2 separate regions of the Bos taurus genome follow, and region 1 is linked to region 2. The links are chromatin contacts, called in public Hi-C maps. All regions are on one chromosome and are shown on one strand. The core of a region is the stretch at or near the end of the contact, and the rest is flanking DNA. Distances in the headings are between cores, read along the strand shown. Region 1 overlaps C6H4orf19 (chromosome 6 C4orf19 homolog). Region 2 holds the start of C6H4orf19 (chromosome 6 C4orf19 homolog).

Region 1 (6,226 bases), core at 707-3,206, 71 kb after region 2:
GCAAGGAAAGTACAAAGGACCCTCAGTTACTCAGAGTCCCCAAATGTTAACCTTTACTACATTTGCTTTATTCTTCTTTCTCTGTGCACACATACACACACATTTTTTTCCCTTAATTATTTTAATAAGTTACAGATACCACCATGTCCCTCTACTGCTAAATACATCACTGTGAAATACTTCCTAAGAAAAAGGGCATGCTCTCATATAGCCCCAGTACAATGATCAAAAGCAGGACGTTAACACTGATTTAATACTACTACCTAATCTACAGGCCTTATTCAGATTTCACCAGTTGTGGCAATAATGACCTGTTACCAAAAGATCATGCATTGCATTCATGTCATGTCTCTTTTGTCTTCTTTAATCTGTAATAGTCCCACAGTCTGTCTTTGTTTTTTTTCCTAAAGTTACATTTTGGAAAGAGTACAGACCAATTGTTTTGCAAAATACCCCTTAAGCTGTGTTTGACTGGTGTTGCCTCCTGCTTCAATCCAGATAATACTCTTTGACAGAAAAATCACAGAAGTGAGGCCAAGTTCCCGGTGCGCCACCTCTGAGGCTATTGACTACTCTCACGGTATAACTCTTACTCGCGGTATTACCCTTGGTTCTTTGATTTTGGTGCTGTGACCCAGGTTCCTCCACTGTAAGCATACTATTTTACCCCAAACATGTATAGGGGAGCTATTGGGGTTGGCCAAACGAGTTCATTGGTATGACGTTATGAAAAACCTAAGCAAACTTTTGGCCAGTGCCAATACTTTGAGGTTAAATATCCCATTTTCTTCAGGTTTTTACCCACTGATCTAAACATCTGTTGATGATTCTTGCTTGAGTCAACTATTAAGGTGATGGTTGTCTAATGGTGATTTATATAATTCTGTTTGTTAGCAGGCTTTCTACTTGTAAGTCAGAGCTCTCCCTTTTTTAGATTTATATCCTGAGGATTCGCAGATCCTTGTTTTAGTCAGTGTATTACACTCCTTTGTGTCTGTGCTTGCTGCGATGCTCCCATTGTTCCAGATGGGCCAGTAGGACGCCTACAAGCTGGTCCTGTGTCAGTTGACCTGTGCGTGTCATTCTTTAAGATCATCACTATTCAAAGGCAGCCCTTTCCAGCTGAGTTGAGCCTCTTTCTGTATTCCTTGACTTCCTGATGAATGCTCAGTTAATTTCTCTGCCTGGTTGCACAACTCCTGTGCCCCTTACCCTCCCACCCCTGGCCTCCTCATTTCTCCCTACCTCCGTCACCAACCCCCTTGTGGAACCGGATTTTCCAGCAAGAATACTTGACTAGTAACTGATGGGGTCTTAGCATGACCATCTTCAAACACAGGACTGTTTAATTTCAACCCTAAACACAGGACAAGAGTCAACCTCCAGCACAGGACTCCAGGAGGGGCAGGCGCCGAAGTGGGTGGACACACCGTCCTAATGGTGTTTGCTTTTCTCCTATGGAAACCAGATGATGGTTGCTTTGCCCTTTGCTTCTCTGTTGCTCTTTTATACTCCAAAGACAAAGCAAATTCTGCTTCTGCTCCATAATAAAGGGCACTGGACAACTGAGTTCTCACCTCTGACCCAGCTGTTGTCACAGTGACGGGGAAGGGAAAGAAGACAAACTGCCCATTTTGAACTTAGTCTTACTTCAAAAGAGTATATTTTGTTTCCCTGTTTCCATGGGAAATGGACATGGAATATTTCCTTTTTGCACCTGGAAATGGGAGACCTCACTAAAAGCAAGATATAGGTGTGGGAGTGACACATGAAAAGAGAAATAAATCAGATTTGATGTTAGGAATCATCATTTATGGAAGAATCATTGTAGACACAGGCAGGCAGGGGTTGGGTGTAAATGCATTAGTCCCCACCCTTTTCGTCAGCAGTCACTCGACCTTGGACCTTAGAGCCTGTCTCACTGAGAGAAGGAATGTCACTGCAAAAGGGAACACAGGATGGCAGGGTGTGAGCGAGGGCAGGACCTCTAACCAGGAAGAGGCACCGGGCTGGGGAGAGGTGCAGGGCATGGCCCTCGGGTACAGGACTAGGTCTGTAGGAAACCCAAGAGTGCACCCTAAAGGGAGGCAGTGAAAGGTGGAGGGGCTGGGGAGGATCATCAAAACACCTTTTATAATTACATGGCTTTGAAGAAAAATATAGATCCTGTGGTTTTCCAGGGAGGTGGGCGAGGAGGGAAGGGTAATGTGAAAGGCACAGGTGACTTGTCAATTCTCTAAGAAACAGAGAAGTTGAATCTCAGCAGTCAGCTCAGTTCCCGGCATGGCTGTGAGTGTGGCCAAAGCCACAGGGGCAGAGGGTGGGGTCAGGTCGACCTTGGTCAGCCTGGGAGACACTGGGAAAGCAAGGTGTTGCTCAAGACCAGCCTCTTTTGTTCTTTCTTCTGTTCAGAAGGAAACCTTCCCCACCTACAACACTTGAACCCATGATCCTAAAGTTGACCTACCTGACATTTTTCAGTGATTCATACCTCGCAGTTGCTTCAATTACATTATTAAGACTGCGGTCTGCCCTCTCTCAAACACTTCAAAGCCTGTTTTTTGTTTTTTTTTTTTTCTTTGACTTTTTCTTGCCTCCTATCCTCTTGACTTTTTAAAAACAGATTCCAAGATAAACAAAGATACTGCCAGTGTGGAAAGAGGCCGGATTTTAGAGTAGGTTGTGGAGATGGAGGGAGGGGAGGGGGTGATGGCAGGGAGGAGGGGTACAGGGGGCTCTTGAACAGATTTATCAAGCTGACATATGAATTATTTACAGAAAATGGATGTAAGTGGGGAGCGGAGGCTGGAAACAAAACCCTGGGCTTGGAAAATGGAGTGATTCCATTGAGAGTGCTTTGCAAAAGGAAAAGGTTGTACACATACTGCTGGCTAAGCCCACTGTGATTTCTGTCTTGCGGAACTCTTGTTGCACTTGGGGTATGTGTCTTTCAGTTGGTGCCACAGTTGATAGAAATATACCATTTGGTCCTTATCTGGAAACAGGTATAACTTGGTACTGTTAATGCTCTTGTTTGTAGGCATATGTCATGGCAACTAGAGTACTTCTTCCTTAGGTGAAAAGCTTTTTTTTTTTTTTTTTTCAAACATGCTGTATCCAGACAGAGCTGAGTAATAAGTATATGCTTATTAGGAATGTTAACTCGTATAATCCCCAACAATGCTACATGGTAGATACATCATTATCCCCATTTATAGATGAAATAGCTGAGGCCCAGAGTTACAGGGCAGAGCTAGGGCCAGAACCAGATCATCCAGACAGTCTCCTCATCTCAAACCTGTAATCACATATGCAAAGACTTTTTTTTTGTTTTTTTGGTCATATGAGGTAGCAGTCACAAGTTTCAGAGATTAGGATGTGGATACTGGATATCTTTGGGGAGGGAGGTGGTATAAAACTACTTCCCTCTAGATTTATCAACCAGCTAATCTATACTTCTTAAATGGTACTGGTCATTTTCTCTGTGGTTAAAGGCTTATAAAGTAGAATCCTTGGAAATCCATTCATGATTGAAAGAAGGAAGGAGAGAGAACAGAGAAGGCAGTGACACAGCCAACAATGAACAATCCCTGAGACTTCCCTGAAGTCAGGTGGTTAAGACACCAGGCAGGCTTCCACTGCTGGGGGCACGGGTTTGATCCCTGGTCAAGGAACGAAGATCCTGTGTGCTGAGTGGCAAGATCAAAAAATAGAGGAAAGAAAAACCAAAACAGAAACAATAAGTGATCCCTCTCTCTCTCTAGCATGCGCTTCTTATGGAGACAAAGGGACTGGGGCTTTCAATTCTGTCATTGGCTTGTCTGCTTCAAGTTGGTAACTATTAGACATGGAGGATGACTTAAAGATTCTTCCATGCTAATTTCTAGGATTTTCAGAGAAAAGACCAGAACAACATGGTTGGTTTCTACATGAATAGAAGGTTTCATTCAAAGGGCAATCTTGAGGGGAAAAAATGTAACTTGGGAACCGGCAGGGGACAGAAGGCAGGCGGGAAATGAAAGCAGCACAGAGGTAAATCCATCCACCACCAGGAAGCCCCAAGGGGCATGTCTTTGACCTTGTGATGTTCAGCGTCCATGCCTTGTGATGGGAAAGGCAAAACAGGAGCAGTTTAGTCCACATGGACTTCCCTGGTGGCTCAGACGGTAAAGCGTCTGTCTACAATGCGGGAGACCTGGGTTCCATCCCTGGGTAGGGAAGATCCGCTGGAGAAGGAAATGGCAATCCACTCCAGTACTATTGCCTGGAAAATCCTATGGACAGAGGAGCCTGGTTAGGCTACACAGTCCATGGGGTCGCAAAGAGTCGGACATGACAGTGACTTCACTTTAGTCCACATAAAGCTTGTGATGATGACTCAACTGTAACTTCCACGGGTCTGTAACATGGAACATGGATCTGTAGCTGGGATCCTCTGCCCTATCCTGACATCCTCTATTGCTGTGCTAAGTCGCTTCAGTGGTGTTCTACTCTTTACAACGCCATGGACCAAAGCCCACCAGGCTCCTCTGTCCATGGGATTCTCCAGGGCAAGAACACTGGGATGGGTTTCCATGCCCGCCTCCAGGGGATTTTCCTGACCCAGGGGATCACACCCACATCTCTTACATCTCCTGCATTAGTAGGCTGGTTCTTTACCACTAGTGCCACCAGGGGAGCCCAGGACATCCTCTAGTACTGAAACCCCTGGGCAAGGAAGCCTCTCTGCTCTCTTGTAGCGCCTACTGCTGCACCAGGGCTTAACACCCTGGTTAAGTCCAAGTCCCATGGAGAAGGCAATGGAAGAAAACACAGGTCCTTTTCAATCCCACCTTTCTTTCTCTGGCATTGGTTAACCTGTTTTCCCTCATTTACAAAATGAAGATGACATATGTAACTCCCAGAGTCAGGGAAAGGTCTGGCACAGAGACTAGTTTGCGAATACTGAATCGGTGATTTTAGATATGTGAAGGTATTCCAGGTAACCAGTGTCCTCCCTACTCACATGTTATCCTTTTCCAAAAAAACTGTAACTCTACTGACTTTAAGTATCTAGGAAAGAAAAGGCAAACAATTCCTATTGAAATCTTATTCAGCTGCCTGCGTCCAGTCCAGACTGCAAGTGCCTGCAGCTAGCCATTTCCACTCTCTGCACAGATGAGGCACCTCAGCCAGAGAGAAGCAGAAGTCTCTGGCCAGGATGGGGCTGGAGAGCACAGCCCGTGTGGTGGAGGTGCCTACCTGCCTACAGGTGTCCTCAGTGATGTCCGATTCTGCGACCCTATGGGCTATAGCCTGCCAGGCTCCTTTGTCTATGGGATTCTCCAGGCAAGAATACTAGAGCGGGTTGCCATTTTGTCCAAAAGCAGATCTTCCCGACTGTCCCGACTTAGTCCCAGGGTTGGGACTGCCATCTCCTGCGTTGACAGATGGATTCTTTACCCCTGAGCCACCTGGGAAGCCTCTGTGAAGGTTCAGCTTCCCTTATATCTTAAACAGCTCTCCGCCCTGAGAGTGTGACCTGGTTCCCCGGGCTCACAGTGTGATTATTGCCTTTCCTTGGTGTGCTTTGACTACTTGGCTACCTTACATTTGTCCATTCCTCCTGCAGAAAAAGGAAAGAGGGATAGCTTGATTCATCTTAAAATACAAAAGGAAAATCCCAAAGTGGTGAATGAAATAAACATTGAAGATTTTTGTCTTACTAAAGCAGCTTATTGTAGGTGTTGGCGTTCTAAGACATTTTTTGCCTGTGAGGGTTCACATAATAAACACAGTGAATTAACAGGCTATGATATGTGTTCACTAATACCGAAGAAGGAACTATAATAGTAATAAATTAGGATGGAATACAATTGTGTGCTATAAAATCTTATGACAGTATTTTTTCATTCTTTATTTATAGAAGATCTTTCAAATGGTAGTCTTAATTATTGCCAGTAGTTGAATGATTATTTCTGTCAATTTATTTTCTTGTTACACTACTGTTTATATTTGATACTTTATATATTCACTCATTTATATAGAATTAAATTGTGCCGCTCCTTCATTCTGACTGCAAAGAAACCAATGTCTTCCCACAATAAAACCAACAATTTTTATTTAAAAAAAAGTAAAATGTCATTCACACTTCTCTCTTTTTTCCCCAGATGATAACAAAAAGTAATCCAGATGGGGTGCAGGTGCTGTAAAATGATACAAAGGTAAAGTTGAAAATATGGGAAAT
Region 2 (6,109 bases), core at 2,267-4,766:
GACACTTTTTGGAGCTTTGCATGTTCTAAGCCATGTAATCTTCACAAGAGCCATATGAAGTAGGCACTGGAAACATTCCAAAGGTACAGATGAAGAAACCTAAAAACAGAGGTCCAGAGGGAATCGCTGAACAGGATTTCAGCACATCATCAATTTCTTTTTGTTACCTTCTCACAGCACATAAAAATAAAGCATTGAGTATCTAGCAGACACTTATTAATAATAACTTAGAAGAATATTCTCTAATTTCCAGATTATAGACCAGACTAGGCTCTGAAGTTTACTGGAGGTCCTTGCAAACTCCCAGAATTTTCAGGTATAACCATAACCACAATAGTTGAGGCATTCATTCAGCAAATATTCACTTGGGTATGCATTCTGCCACGATGACAAATTTGAGTAAAATAGGTTATACCTTCTTTGATTTCAGTCTTAATAGGAAAACAGGAAGCAAGTACTATGTGTAGTACATCAAATTCAGTTCTCAGAGAAAATGTAGAGGAGTGGATCATTATTATTTGCATAAGACTATTTAATATACATGAAGTTTGCTGTTTATATAAATATCTTCCCTCCTAGGAGCAAGAATACAACAAACACTGTACTTGCTATGTCCAAGATATTATGTTACGCCTAGGATGATTTAAAAATTAGTCATGCACACCTCTGCCCTCCAGAATCCTATAATCTAAGGGAGGTGCAACTAAATTACATATAAGACAGACTATGATTTAAAAAAAAAAAAAAAAGTTGTTAAACGTGAAAGCCAGGTGCTAAGGATACACTGCAGCTGCTGCTGCTGCTAAGTCGCTTCAGTCATGTCCGACTCTGTGCGACCCCATAGACGGCAGCCCACCAGGCTCTCCCGCCCCTGGGATTCTCCAGGCAAGAACACTGGAGTGGGTTGCCATTTCCTTCTCCAATGCATGAAAGTGAAAGTGAGGTCATTCAGTCGTGTCCAACTTTTCGCAACCCCATGGACTGCAGCCCACCAGGCTCCTCCATCCTTGGGGTTTTCCAGGCAAGAGTACTGGAGTGGGTTGCCATTTCATTCTCCAAAGCCAATACTATAACCTTTTAAAAAGTTTGTCTCTTCTTTTGTTTAGAACTATGTTGACAAATATTTGACGGGAAAGAATGGAGACACAGACGTAGAGAACCTACTTGTGGACATAGTGAGAGAAGGAGAGGATAGGACAAATTGAGAAAGTAGTACTGCCATATATACAGTGGCATGTGTAAAATAGATAACCAGTGGGAAGCTGCTGTGTAACACAGGGAACCCAGCCTGGTGCTCTGCGACAACCCAGAGGGGTGGGATGGGAGGGGGCAGGAAGGCTCAAGAGGAAGGGAATATATGCATAATTATGACTGAACCACCACAACACTGTAAAGCAATTATCCTCCAATTAAAAAAAAATGCATATCCACTCAAATTACTGGGTTGGCCAAAAAAGTTTGTTTAGGTTCTGCAAGCTGTTACAGGAAACCCAAATGAACTTTTTGACCAACCCAATAGCTTTCTTAGCTTCCATGACTTAGCATCAGAGAACAATTTATATGCCAATGAAAACATAAACACACCTTAAAAACTAAGTGAATCATGGTGTTTCATTCCCATATGCATGAAGAAACCATAGGCTTTTCTTCTGTATTTTTTTTATGAGGGGCCCCTCTGAGCTCCATTTGGCATTCCATGTGATCTGCATTAACTACAGATTACACATTGTACGGGACACATCAGAGGGTTTGGGTTAGTGTATCAACATGACAGGCTGGTATCAACATGATAAACTGGTAACTTGAGGTTAACACCACTACCTGTGGTTTATAGTATCCCCCCAGCCTTTAATAGATGAGGGTAACCTAGCCAGCAGTTTGAGCAGACTGAGGGCAGTGGTGCCTCATTTGTTAAAACACATATTTTTTCACCCTCCCTGACCCCATGCATCCATATGTCTAGGATGGAGCCCAAGAATCTGCAGTTTTACTAAATTCCCCCAGATGATGCCGATTCTGTAGTCTGGGAAACATACTTTAAAACCCAAGATAAACACCCAAGTCTTTTTGGTCAAAATAACCAACTAAAACTTACCATCATCCTGTGAACATGTTTAAATCATGGGTTAGAAATTGGATAAGATGGTTCTTTACGGGGACAAAGTGTTTTATCAGAAAGTAATGTAAAACAGCATGCACGTGTGCTAAGTCCCTTCAGTCGTGTCTGACTCTTTGCGACCCCAAGGACTGTAGCCTGCCAGGCTCCTCTGTCCATGGGATTCTCCAGGAGAGAATAGTGGAGTGGGTTGCCATTTCCTCCTCCAGGGGAACTTCCCAATCCAGGGGTGGAATCAGTGTCTCCTATGTCTCCTGCCATTGGCACGCAGGCTCTTCACCACTAGCGCCCCCTGGGAAGCCCAAAACAGTATGTAACATCCCTAATAATCTATCATTTTAAAACATGCAGCCACTACATAAGTGGAATGATTCAAAAAAGGAGTTTTCCCCGTAAAGTGTGACAAACGTTGTCATGTAAATAGCGCTGGAATCACTGGAGTGGACAGATTACATCTTTAAATGGCATCCTTCCCTGTTGCTTCTCCAGCCTACTGTTTCATGCTGACGCTCTCTGAATGAACGAATGAAGGGCAAAGAGAGAAAAGGACAAGCTAGGTGGCGCCCTTGCTTAACAGATTTCCCTGTTAAGGCCAACACCGACGCACTTTGGCGCACAGGTGAAAAGAATCTCCAACACTTAAGTTCTATTTTAGGGTAAATCAACCCACCGTAAGTGTGTGGATGGCTACAAGCTCAGGCTTGGAGCTCAGAATGGTAGACGGAGTGTGGCAGCCGAGGTTCCAACACCCCAGGAACAGAGAGGCAAAGTGGGGAACAGGGGGAGCATGACTTCGTTAAACTCCCACCGCGGTCTCCAGGGTGCCGGAGAGGCTATGCAACTTCCCAGGGAATTCTCATCCTGGTAGCGTCTGCGCTCTTTCCCAGAATATTTATCCATTAAAGCAGGCGACAGTGCGTACGCCAGGCACGCACTTGCCAGAACGAGGGAGGAAACAAAACCACAAGTTCACGGGAAGAAGGGGGGATACATCAGTTTGCCAGGGAGTGCACTTATGTATCTCCTCACTTACGTCCCGCATCTTAGGAAGCTCCCCTCTCCCCGCAGCATGACGGTAAAGTAGGCACCAAAAAGTTTCCCCGAGCGAGCGGGCGGCTGGCATGCAGCCTGAGTGTCGACGATCAGAAGCCGAGCTCCGGGATTTTCTGCTTGGGTGCGCCCCGGAGGCCAGCCTGGGTTCCGGGGCGGGGGTGTGGGGAGTCAGTAGTCGGGCTCGGGGAGCCCTCTGGAGCGGCGCGGGCAGCGCAGGTAAAGGGTTACGCAGGCCCTGGAGGCTCGCCCGCCGGCCAGGCCACGTGACGCGCGGGCCCAATGACGGCGCCGCGGCGGCAGCTGCGAGCGCCGCGGGTCCGGGCGGCACTGAGCCGCCGGCGTTTCCCAGCGCGGCCGCCTGAGGCCGGCGAAGCCATGGGCGCCAGGACCCCGCCGCCGCCGCCGCCGCCGCAGCCCCAGGTAGGGACCGTCTCCAGCCCCGCGCTCTCCGCCCCGCCACGAGCAGCACCAGAGCTTGACTTCTGCGGGGCTCGGCTTTGTGGCTTAATTGCCCCCACTTCTCTCGCCGGGTATTTTTACGTCTTTATTTCCTTTTGCCATGAGGGAAAAAGTGGGGGGTGGGAGTGAGGCAATTCTCAGTTTGATTGCTTTGGAAAGGTCAGGTCATTCAAGAAAAGGCTCTGGAAGAGAGGCAAAATGCAGAATGGGGTGAGGTGGGGGGACTTTTACTAACTCCCCCAAACTGAACACCAAGACAGCTTACAAAGCTTGGCATCTAATTGGTGTGCGAAACACTTTTGTGTTTAAATCTCTAATTAATGAACTTTCAAGAGTGCCTGAGAACTTGGATTGGAAAAACTGCAAAAGATTTCCCACTATTTCTAAGAACCCCGTCTTTCCCCCATTTTTAAGCATCTGAGTGTTTTTTTTCTTTTAAGGAAAACGGAAATGGACGGTGACCGCCGTTGTTTCTTTGAAATGTCCTTGAGTCCCAGGATTTTGCTCTTTCAGGGGTGCTAGCGCCCTGGGTGGCGATGAGTAGGGGTGGAAGAGGGGGGCAGTGCTAGGAAGCAACGCGTGTTGAAGGCGGGTCCCAGGTGCAAACGGTTAAATGGTCACACATGGTTTGCTGAATATTTAATAATTAGGCAAATATCTCCCAGGTCAGTTACTTGGGTCTCAGTGACCTTGGGAGTCCAGATGAGGTGAAATTTTCATAAACCACCACTGAACGAATTTTCCAAAGATATAAGACAAAAATCTTTTTTTTCCCCTCAAGCCCTGCAATTAACCTTAAAAACAGAACAAAAACTCCCTTTAGTAATTTAGTACATCTTATTTTCCATTGTGGTATAGATGTTTGCCCAGTGAATTTAGAGGAAGTCAGTGTTCCATGAGGTGGTTCAAATTATTGAAGAATAGGATGCTTATTTTCTTTCTGTCAATATCAGAGAGAATTACTGATGGCACTTCTCACCATGGCTTGTGAATGTTACTGGGTGGTTGTAAACAGGCTATTTAAGAAATGTTTGAGAGTTGAATGAGAAAGAAGGGGAAAGTTGTCGCTTCTTTTAAAGACAGTAGATTCTGTTATTTGCCGGTTATTCCCCCACAGAATCCTCAAGATGACACTGTTTTAAGGAGACATGTTAAAGTCTTCTAAGGCTAAGCACTCAGGTCTCTGGGACAGCCTAACAGTCATGAGGCAGACCACTGAAACAATTACAAGGCTCTGAAGGTCAAGTAAAGTTCTGGGGTAGCTTGTATTTCACTAAAGTGTGAAGAGTTAGTTATAGGAAACTGCCTTGATCACAGAGGTGAAATGGAGCAGACACTGACAGAGGCGGGGTTCTGCTGCTTTTTCTTCTTGGCTCACTCTGTGCCCATCATGATCTTGTTCTTTGATTCAGCAAGTATGCAATAAGCACCTATCTCAAGGCATCTGACCCTGGGGTGTGGTTCTCAAAGGTTCTGAAGATTTAGATGTGTAATGACATCTACAGATTAAGTCGGCCAGTCTTAGCTAGATTCTAAAGAGCTTTTACATATCTGGAATTTAAAACAAAACAGTAGCTTGAGTATCAACTAAATATGTTCATTAGCCTAGGAATGGAACAGTCCCTCTAACTTCCCACCTAGTCCCTGTCTGAACCTGGAAACAACCCAGCTAAGCTCTGGCCCGAATCCAGCATCTGCCCAAGGGCAGAGCAGGGGCTATCCTCCTTGCTCCAGGAACTGCTCTGCCCTTGGTGCCCTGGGAGCCCATTGATTGTGCTTCCAGGAATGGACTTCAATTTCCAAATAGTTAAATACCAATTCTTGGTAGCTGACTTTCCTCCACCTGGACTGTCAGATTCCCCTAGTTCTACAGTTCTTTTTAGTAACTCAGAATCTTGAACTCTTTTCGGATCTTCGGAAAACAGAACCTAGCTCCCTTTTCTCTCTCTCTCTTTGAGGGTATTGCATTGAGGCTTTCCAGGTGGCACTAGTGGTAAAGAACCCACCTGCCAATACAGGAGGCATAAGAGACACGCGGGTTTGATTCCTGGGTTGGGAAGATCCCCTGGAGAAGGGCATGGCAGCCCACTCCAGTGTTCTTGCCTGGAGAATTCCATGGACAGAGGGGCCTGGCGGGCTACAGTCCATGGGATAGCAAAGAGTTGGACACGACTGAAGTGACTTAGAACTCATATACAGCACGCATTTTGATTATTGGTGGCAGATAGATTTACTGGGTATCTAGAAAAGAGGAATTAATAGATTCATCCTCAGGCAGACCTGAGCTGTCACCCATCTGCCAGTCAGACGGGTCATCCTGTTACAGTCTCATAGTCTGGTTATTACCTGAATGCTATTTAAGAAAATAAAATGAAAATGAAATCTATCTACTCTCCCCTTTCTAATCTGAGAAAATCATGGTCCCAAAGAGTTTGGAATCTTCAAGAGGAACACATATCACCAAAATGACCCTACCCTAAA

What was found. Hi-C and Micro-C count contacts between places; a contact is called where the count stands out from the background.
Region 1: a contact with region 2 is called in a Hi-C map of liver, with 2.9 times the contacts expected there. The contact joins the enhancer-like site here to the promoter of C6H4orf19 in region 2. A contact is called at or near these places in 3 of 11 Hi-C or Micro-C datasets (liver, skeletal muscle and an unstated tissue).

Annotation. Positions count from the first base shown.
Region 1 is chr6:56,919,810-56,926,035 of ARS-UCD2.0, forward strand. C6H4orf19 (chromosome 6 C4orf19 homolog) reads left to right here. Exons shown (of 4, transcript NM_001104973.1): 3 at 6,150-6,203. The coding sequence starts at 6,172. Among named protein-coding and RNA genes, the nearest start is that of C6H4orf19, 72 kb to the left of the region's middle. Within about 2 kb of position 1,957, at least 11 of the 102 cell types and tissues checked have an H3K27ac peak or open chromatin away from gene starts, as enhancers often do. A contact at or near this core is called in liver, where this site is marked.
Region 2 is chr6:56,847,075-56,853,183 of ARS-UCD2.0, forward strand. C6H4orf19 (chromosome 6 C4orf19 homolog) reads left to right here and starts at 3,517. Exons shown (of 4, transcript NM_001104973.1): 1 at 3,517-3,589. It overlaps LOC101906734, which reads right to left. Exons shown (of 5, transcript XM_059887893.1): 3 at 3,150-3,711.